Linked DNA regions of Pan troglodytes: region 2 is linked to region 1. The links are chromatin contacts, called in public Hi-C maps. All regions are on one chromosome and are shown on one strand. The core of a region is the stretch at or near the end of the contact, and the rest is flanking DNA. Distances in the headings are between cores, read along the strand shown. Region 1 overlaps GOSR2 (golgi SNAP receptor complex member 2). Region 2 holds the start of WNT9B (Wnt family member 9B).

The links. A called contact is a pair of places that touch in the nucleus more often than the background predicts.
Region 2: a contact with region 1 is called in a Hi-C map of induced pluripotent stem cells, with 2.2 times the contacts expected there. The contact joins the promoter of WNT9B here to the enhancer-like site in region 1. A contact is called at or near these places in 3 of 7 Hi-C or Micro-C datasets (induced pluripotent stem cells and stem cell-derived neural progenitor cells).

The regions. Positions count from the first base shown.
Region 1 is chr19:21,073,450-21,076,492 of NHGRI_mPanTro3-v2.0_pri, reverse strand. The region is part of intron 5 of GOSR2 (golgi SNAP receptor complex member 2); the gene reads left to right. Among named protein-coding and RNA genes, the nearest start is that of GOSR2, 19 kb to the left of the region's middle. Within about 2 kb of position 1,667, at least 9 of the 24 cell types and tissues checked have an H3K27ac peak or open chromatin away from gene starts, as enhancers often do. A contact at or near this core is called in induced pluripotent stem cells, where this site is marked.
Region 2 is chr19:21,164,609-21,167,887 of NHGRI_mPanTro3-v2.0_pri, reverse strand. It overlaps WNT9B (Wnt family member 9B), which reads left to right and starts at 1,861. Exons shown (of 4, transcript XM_003315382.4): 1 at 1,861-2,079. The coding sequence starts at 2,003.

The DNA.
Region 1 (3,043 bases), core at 418-2,917:
ATGCAAGAAACTCCGGTAGCCAGCCTCTGTGACCTTGTACATGAGTTTGGTGTGCCTATTGTGATTTAAAACAGGTGGGTTATCAAGAGGAACTTGAGATCTCTTTATTACATGGACATTTACTTCAGGGGGACCACTGTAAGAAAAGCCAAACTCCAAGACCAAGTAAGTTAGAGGAGTCTTGATTTTTTAGACTTCACTGCGGAGTTCTGTACACCCTTTGCCCTGATGAATTTGAATGGGTTTGATTTGCAAATTTGGATTTACACCCATTGTTTTGGAAGCACATCAGCTGAATAAAGTTGAGGTTTATTTTGTTTAGAAAATCACATTTTGTAAAGGAATTCGATATTCATTTTTGTAACTAATGGCCCCCTTTTTTTTATGTTTCTAGGCCAGAGATTCTCAAACACTGCTCCATGGCCAGGGGCTGGGCTGGCTGCTTCAGAAGCAGTGGGGAAGCTTTTTAAAATTACATATTCCTGGGGCCTACCCCAGATCTGAATTAGAACCTTTTTTAAATCTCTAAGGTGATTTTATTTTATTTTTTATTTTTGAGACAGTCTCGCTCTGTCACCCAGGCTGGAGTGCAGTGGTGCAATCTTGGCTCACTGTATCCTCTGCCTCCTGGTTTCAGGTGATCCTCGTACCTCAGCCTCCTGAGTAGCTGGAACTACAAGTGTGCGCCACCATGTCTGGCTAATTTTTTTTTTTTTTTTTTTTTTTTTTGTATTTTTTAGTAGAGACGGGGTTTTACTATGTTGACCAGATTGGTCTTAAACTCCTGGCCTCAAGTGATCTGCCTGCTTCGGCCTCCCAAAGTTCTAGGGTTACAGGTGTTAGCCACTGTACCTGGCCTCTAAGGTGATTCTGATGTCTGTATTTTGGAACCACTGTCTCCTAGACAGAAAGCTTCTGTCTCAAAGATGATCACATTGGTGTAAAGAGCAAAACTTGTTAAGTCCAAAATAAATTCTTACTGTTTATATCCTACCTTAATCCAAAAAAGATTTGAGGAGACTTTGAGGAAATAACTGAAACAGATACAAAGAAGTGAGGCACAAGAACAAATCAAGTCAGTGTAGAGTGTCGACATCAGGACAAGGAACTCAAACGTTGTAACACCCTAAGAAATGTTTGGGGAACCCTAATTTGACTTTCAGCTCCAGTAGCCAAAGCAAAGAAAGAAACGTCATCTGTTACTGTCTCAACCGGGGGGTGACATTTTCTCAAGGGAAAGCCAAGGCCCTTCATAAACAGCTTGCCTGTAGGCCTCACGGAGGTCAGACAGGGATTTTCCTGGCTCCATCCCTGCCAATCTGAAACCCTCTCACTTATGTTCTCCATCATTTATCCTCATTATGCAGACAAGGGGCTGAGCTGTGGTGACTCTGAAGGCCTCACAGGAGTCCGAGAGGAGCTGGCCCCTCATCCAGCTTGGAACCATGGGCCCACTTAATCTCCCACACTTCTCGTGGGGTGCTCTGCTGGGGTCTGGGGGGATTGAGAGGTGTGCAGGGGACTGAGACGGTGCAGCCTGCTGGCATGGAGTATAGAGCTATAAGGTGTTTGCTGCAGACCCTTCAGATAGTATAGGGCAAGTTCCCTGTTGGGAAATAATTTCCTAACTGGAAGGAGAGGGAATCTGAAGTGAAAGCTGTCCTTGGGCCTTGCCCCTAGGGGGCGGCATAGCCCTATCTGTGGCTAGTGGGCCCTGAACACACTGCCTTAGGCCTGCTGTACTTAGAAGCTGAGAAAGGAAAGTGTCATTCCTTCCCCATTTTCTGTGTCCTTTTCATTTCATATGGAAGGCACATGGGAGAGGAGTGTTCAGGGGTGCTGGGCTCCCAAGTGCTGTTGGTAAGTTCCCCACCATGGAGCCTCTGTGAGCCATCCCTCCCCGCCTCATCCCCATGTCCCTCTAGCACAGGGTTCCCAACCTTGGCTCTGCATTGGAATTCCCTCGGGAGCTTTAAAAACCCATGTGTGGGTCTTCCATTCACCCTCTTATTAATTGGCCTGGAGTGCAGCCGGGGCATTGGGAGTTGCCCAAGGCGATTGTAATGCCCAGGGGTAGGGAGCCGATGGCTCTAATACAAGAATGTCAACCCAAGGATAGCCCGTCCCCCATGCACTTCCCCTGGCCGCACCGCGGGAACCACTTGCAGAGACCAACTAGGGGCAGGGATGGAAGCCTGATTCTCCCTCTGGATCGGAAGGAGCCAGATCCCTTGGGGCCATTGGGTGCCCCTCATTAACTGACACCTCTCTGCTGAGTAAAGCACCTTGATGTGACAGGCCAGCTCTTCGCTGCCCCTGCAGTGCAGCCCCCAGCCCTCCCCACCACCCCTGCCTGGTGCTCCGTCTTCCCTGGACTGCTTGGTCTTCTCAGAACATGCCACACACTCAGTACAGCTGCACCTTTGCACAAGATGTTTCCTCTCAGATGTGCCACAGACACCCCCACAATCCCATGACACCTCCAAGAAGCCTGCCCCTCCCCTCCAAACAACCTCTCATACTGCACGCTTCCTGCGGAATGGGAGTTGCTCCTCACCGCAGGGGCCTTTGTGCATCCCGGGCACGTAGTAGGCACAGGCACCATCGGGTAAGCGGCTGCAGGAGAGCACTTGAGCCCACCCCCCATGCAGGGCCAGCAAAGCTGTTGCAGCCAGGCCAGGAGGAAGCCAGAAGGTTCAAGGCCACTGATGCTACGAGCCATGTGCTCACAGGGCCTCAACAACAGCAATGACTGCAGTAGAAGAGGAGAGGCATGGGGCCCCGTGAGGGAAACTGTCACTCAGGACTGGGGAGAGAGAAGTAGAGTGACCAACTTGTCTGGGTTTTAAAGCTGAAAGTCCTGAATCCTGGCGATCCCTCGGTCTGATGGTCACCCTAGATAAGCTAAAGGCTAGGACAGGCGTGACTAATGCAGGGTATCTAGGAAGAGGGGGCTCTCGGAGGCTGACTCCTGGCTTAGCAATTCCATTAGTGTGGTTCCACTGGCCCTTCCTTCCAGGCATCTGTGACATGGTGGCTCCTG
Region 2 (3,279 bases), core at 612-3,111, 91 kb before region 1:
CCAGTGATCAGAAACGATGCCACATTGGTGGCATGAAGTCAGCCATGATGGGAATATTTAAGGCACAGAGATCAACAGATGATACAAATCAGACCACCACCAACCCTCCTTGAGAACCAGTTGTAAACACCATCACACCCCAGTCCTGCCTGCAGGTATAACGATCACTGATATTAGGTGCCGGCACCTGCTAGGCATTTAACATCTTTTTTTTTTTTTTTTTTTTTTTGAGATGGAGTCCCGTTCTATTGCCCAGGCCAGAGTGCAATGGCGTGATTTCGGCTCACTGCAACCTCCACCTCCCAGGTTCAAGCGATTCTCTTGTCTCAGCCTCCTGAGTAGCTGGGATTACAGGCATGCACTGCCACACCCGGCTAATGTCTTTGTATTTTTAGGAGAGACAGGGTTTTGCCATGTTGGCCAGGCTGGTCTCGAATTCCTGACCTCAGGTGATCCTCTCACCTCAGCCTCCCAAAGTGCTGGGATTACAGGCATGAGCCAACGTGCCTGGCCAGCATTTAACATCTTACCTGCACAAAAATCCTGTTAGATATTTCTCATCATCCATATTTCATATGGGGCTCATAACTTACATGATTTGACTCCAGGTCTCTGCACATTACATTGGGCCATGTGGCCTCAATAAGTAGAACCATGGGATTTGATAGGGCTGGCAGAGCTGTTAGGAATCATCAGATCATCTAATCACTGCGCTCATTTGACAGAGAAACTGAGCTCAAAGAGGCTCAAAGAGGTGGGGGCTTCCTCTGTTAATGCCACCTAACACGGTAGCCACCATCTTCCCAACACCTCTCTCAACACCTCTCTCAGCCCCCTACCATGCTGGTGTCCACTGAAAAGCCAAGGTCGCGGTCACTTGATGTTCCCTATGCATGGCTGATTTTTTGGAAACTTTACATGCAGATCTTGACATTCATTGCAAGTTATATTTTGTTTTGCTTGATTTGACCCAGTGTTCGAGACTCTCAAAAACATTTTAAATCTCACTTGGGTCATTGGTTGTATGTCTCCTTTCTAGACAGGTACCACCCGCCGCTTTGATCTCTGCACCTTCGCAGCAGAAATTGGGGTTAAACTTTACAAAATAATAAGCAAAACAGAACTTTGGGGCCCAACACTTGAAGTTCCCACCCTATCTACCAGAGATTCTGGCATCTACACACCTTGGAAAGTGGGTCCCTCCTCCCGCAGGGCTCTGTCTGCCCCACTGTCCGCTTTGGATTTCTGCGCTGGGGAACATCAGCAGCATTTTGTCAAAAGCCCACGGAGGCCCACGCTGCGCGCCTCGCCGGTGACAGTCACTCTCCCGTTTAAAAACAGGGCGCCCTTTCCTCTCTCCCCTCTGCCCAAGACTCTTTGCCTGGCAACAGGGTCCCCTGAGCCATTGGACATGCATTTCCCCCGCTTCCAGAGAGCGGTTCTGCACCAGGACCCGGCCCTGCCCTGAGTCTGCGGGCTGCGGCGAAGAGACCGCACTTGCCCGGCAGGAGGGCGGACAATGACCCGGGTTTTCCACCGACTCCAGATGCGTCCCTCCTCCTACCCCTCCACCTTCTCTACCTCGGAGAAGCCATTGCGCTTGCCTCCGCCCCATCCCGGAGAGGCAGAATCTCCTCCGTCCCCGCCTCGTACCCTCCTCCCCGCCTCTCCAGGCCCGGGGGGCTTCACGTTCAGCCACCGCGACCTCGGGCGGGCGCGGCGCCAGGTGAGCGCTCACCTGGGGCCGGAGGGCGGGGCAATGGGGGCGGGGCGGGGGCGGGCCAGGGGCGGCTGCCCCACCCGCGACGGGGCGGGGCGAGAGCGGCGGGGCCAATGGGGCGGGGGGCTCGCCGCCCGGGGCTGGGGAGCCTCCCAATCTCCTCCTTTCCCAGCACCGCCTGCCCCGCCCCACCCGGGTTTAAAGTCCCGCGGGCGGGTGGTGGCGGAGCTGCGAGCTTGAGCGGCGCGAGGAAATGCTAGAGGGCGCCGCGCCGCCAGCACCATGCGCCCCCCGCCCGCGCTGGCCCTGGCCGGGCTCTGCCTGCTGGCGCTGCCCGCCGCCGCCGCCTCCTACTTCGGGTCAGTGCCCGCCGCGCCCCCCGCCCGCTCCCCGGCCTGCCTGCCTCTCCCTCCTTCGCTACAGCTGGGCCAATTTTTCCCTCCCGCTGTTCTTGGCCCCGCCGAGGTCTCGAACTCAGACCCTAGCCCGGCGCGACCCAACCCACTTCGCAGTCGGAGTTCGCGCCCTGAGTTCGGTCTCCAGCTTCCCCGGCTCCGAATCCATTGCCCTGTTCAGTGTCCGAATCTCTGGTCCCCCCAGCCGCCGCTCTCCTCATCCCGCCGGGTCTCGGACTCTGCGCACGCCTCGGACCCTGGCCCCGTCCGCCCCGGCCCCGCCCGTTCAGGCGTCAGTCCCGCTCTCTGATGCCCTCTCGGGATCCTCACGCCGGTGCCCTGTCTGCCGCCATCCTGGCCTCCGGCGAGCCGTCCTTGCCTCGGACTCCTTCCCCACCCTCCGCCTTCGCCCTGCGGAGCGGAGACCGAGAGGGCTGGGTGGATGGGTGGGACGGGCTGTTCCCGGTCTCGGGGCAGAGGATCGTGCGCGTCCAGGGAGAATGGGGGAAACCTCGGACGGTGAGAGCGCCAGCTGGAGACGCAGGAAGGAACCGTGCGCTGGGGAAATGCGACCACATCTCAGACCTGGCATGGGGTGATTTCTCAGGAGAACACTGGAAAGAGTGAGAGGGCCCTGTGTGTGTGTGTGTGTGTGTGTGTGTGTGTGTGTGTGTACATGGTTGGAAAAGGAGGATCACAGTGGGGGGTGACACCTGGGGGACAGTGGGGTAGGTGACACTGGGGAGAGAGCCGGACAGGAACTATGTGGGGAATGTTTGGAGCAAAAGTTATAGGGCAATTGTTTCCAAGTCCCTTCTTCTCTGACCCTGAATTGCAGGGATTTGGTGAGGGATGGGGGCGGGTATCATGGGTAGGAAGGCACCTTCCCACCATCCACCCAAAGCCAACTCCAATATGTACAGCCTGTTACTTTAAGCCTTGCCTCCTTTTAAAATCTTCACCCCAAATCAATAGGAGGCTTACAGTCTGAGTATATACAGCAAAGGCAAGAAAACACCAAGCAAGTGACCTGCTAGAGGCTGCTTTGAAGAAGTAGCCAGGGAGAGGTATGTAAAGGTCTGAGAAGTTCTGCACAGGTTGGAGTAAGGGCTGTGGGCTAATTTCCAGGTCATGACCCCTGGTGAAAACATGTCTGGGCTGTGG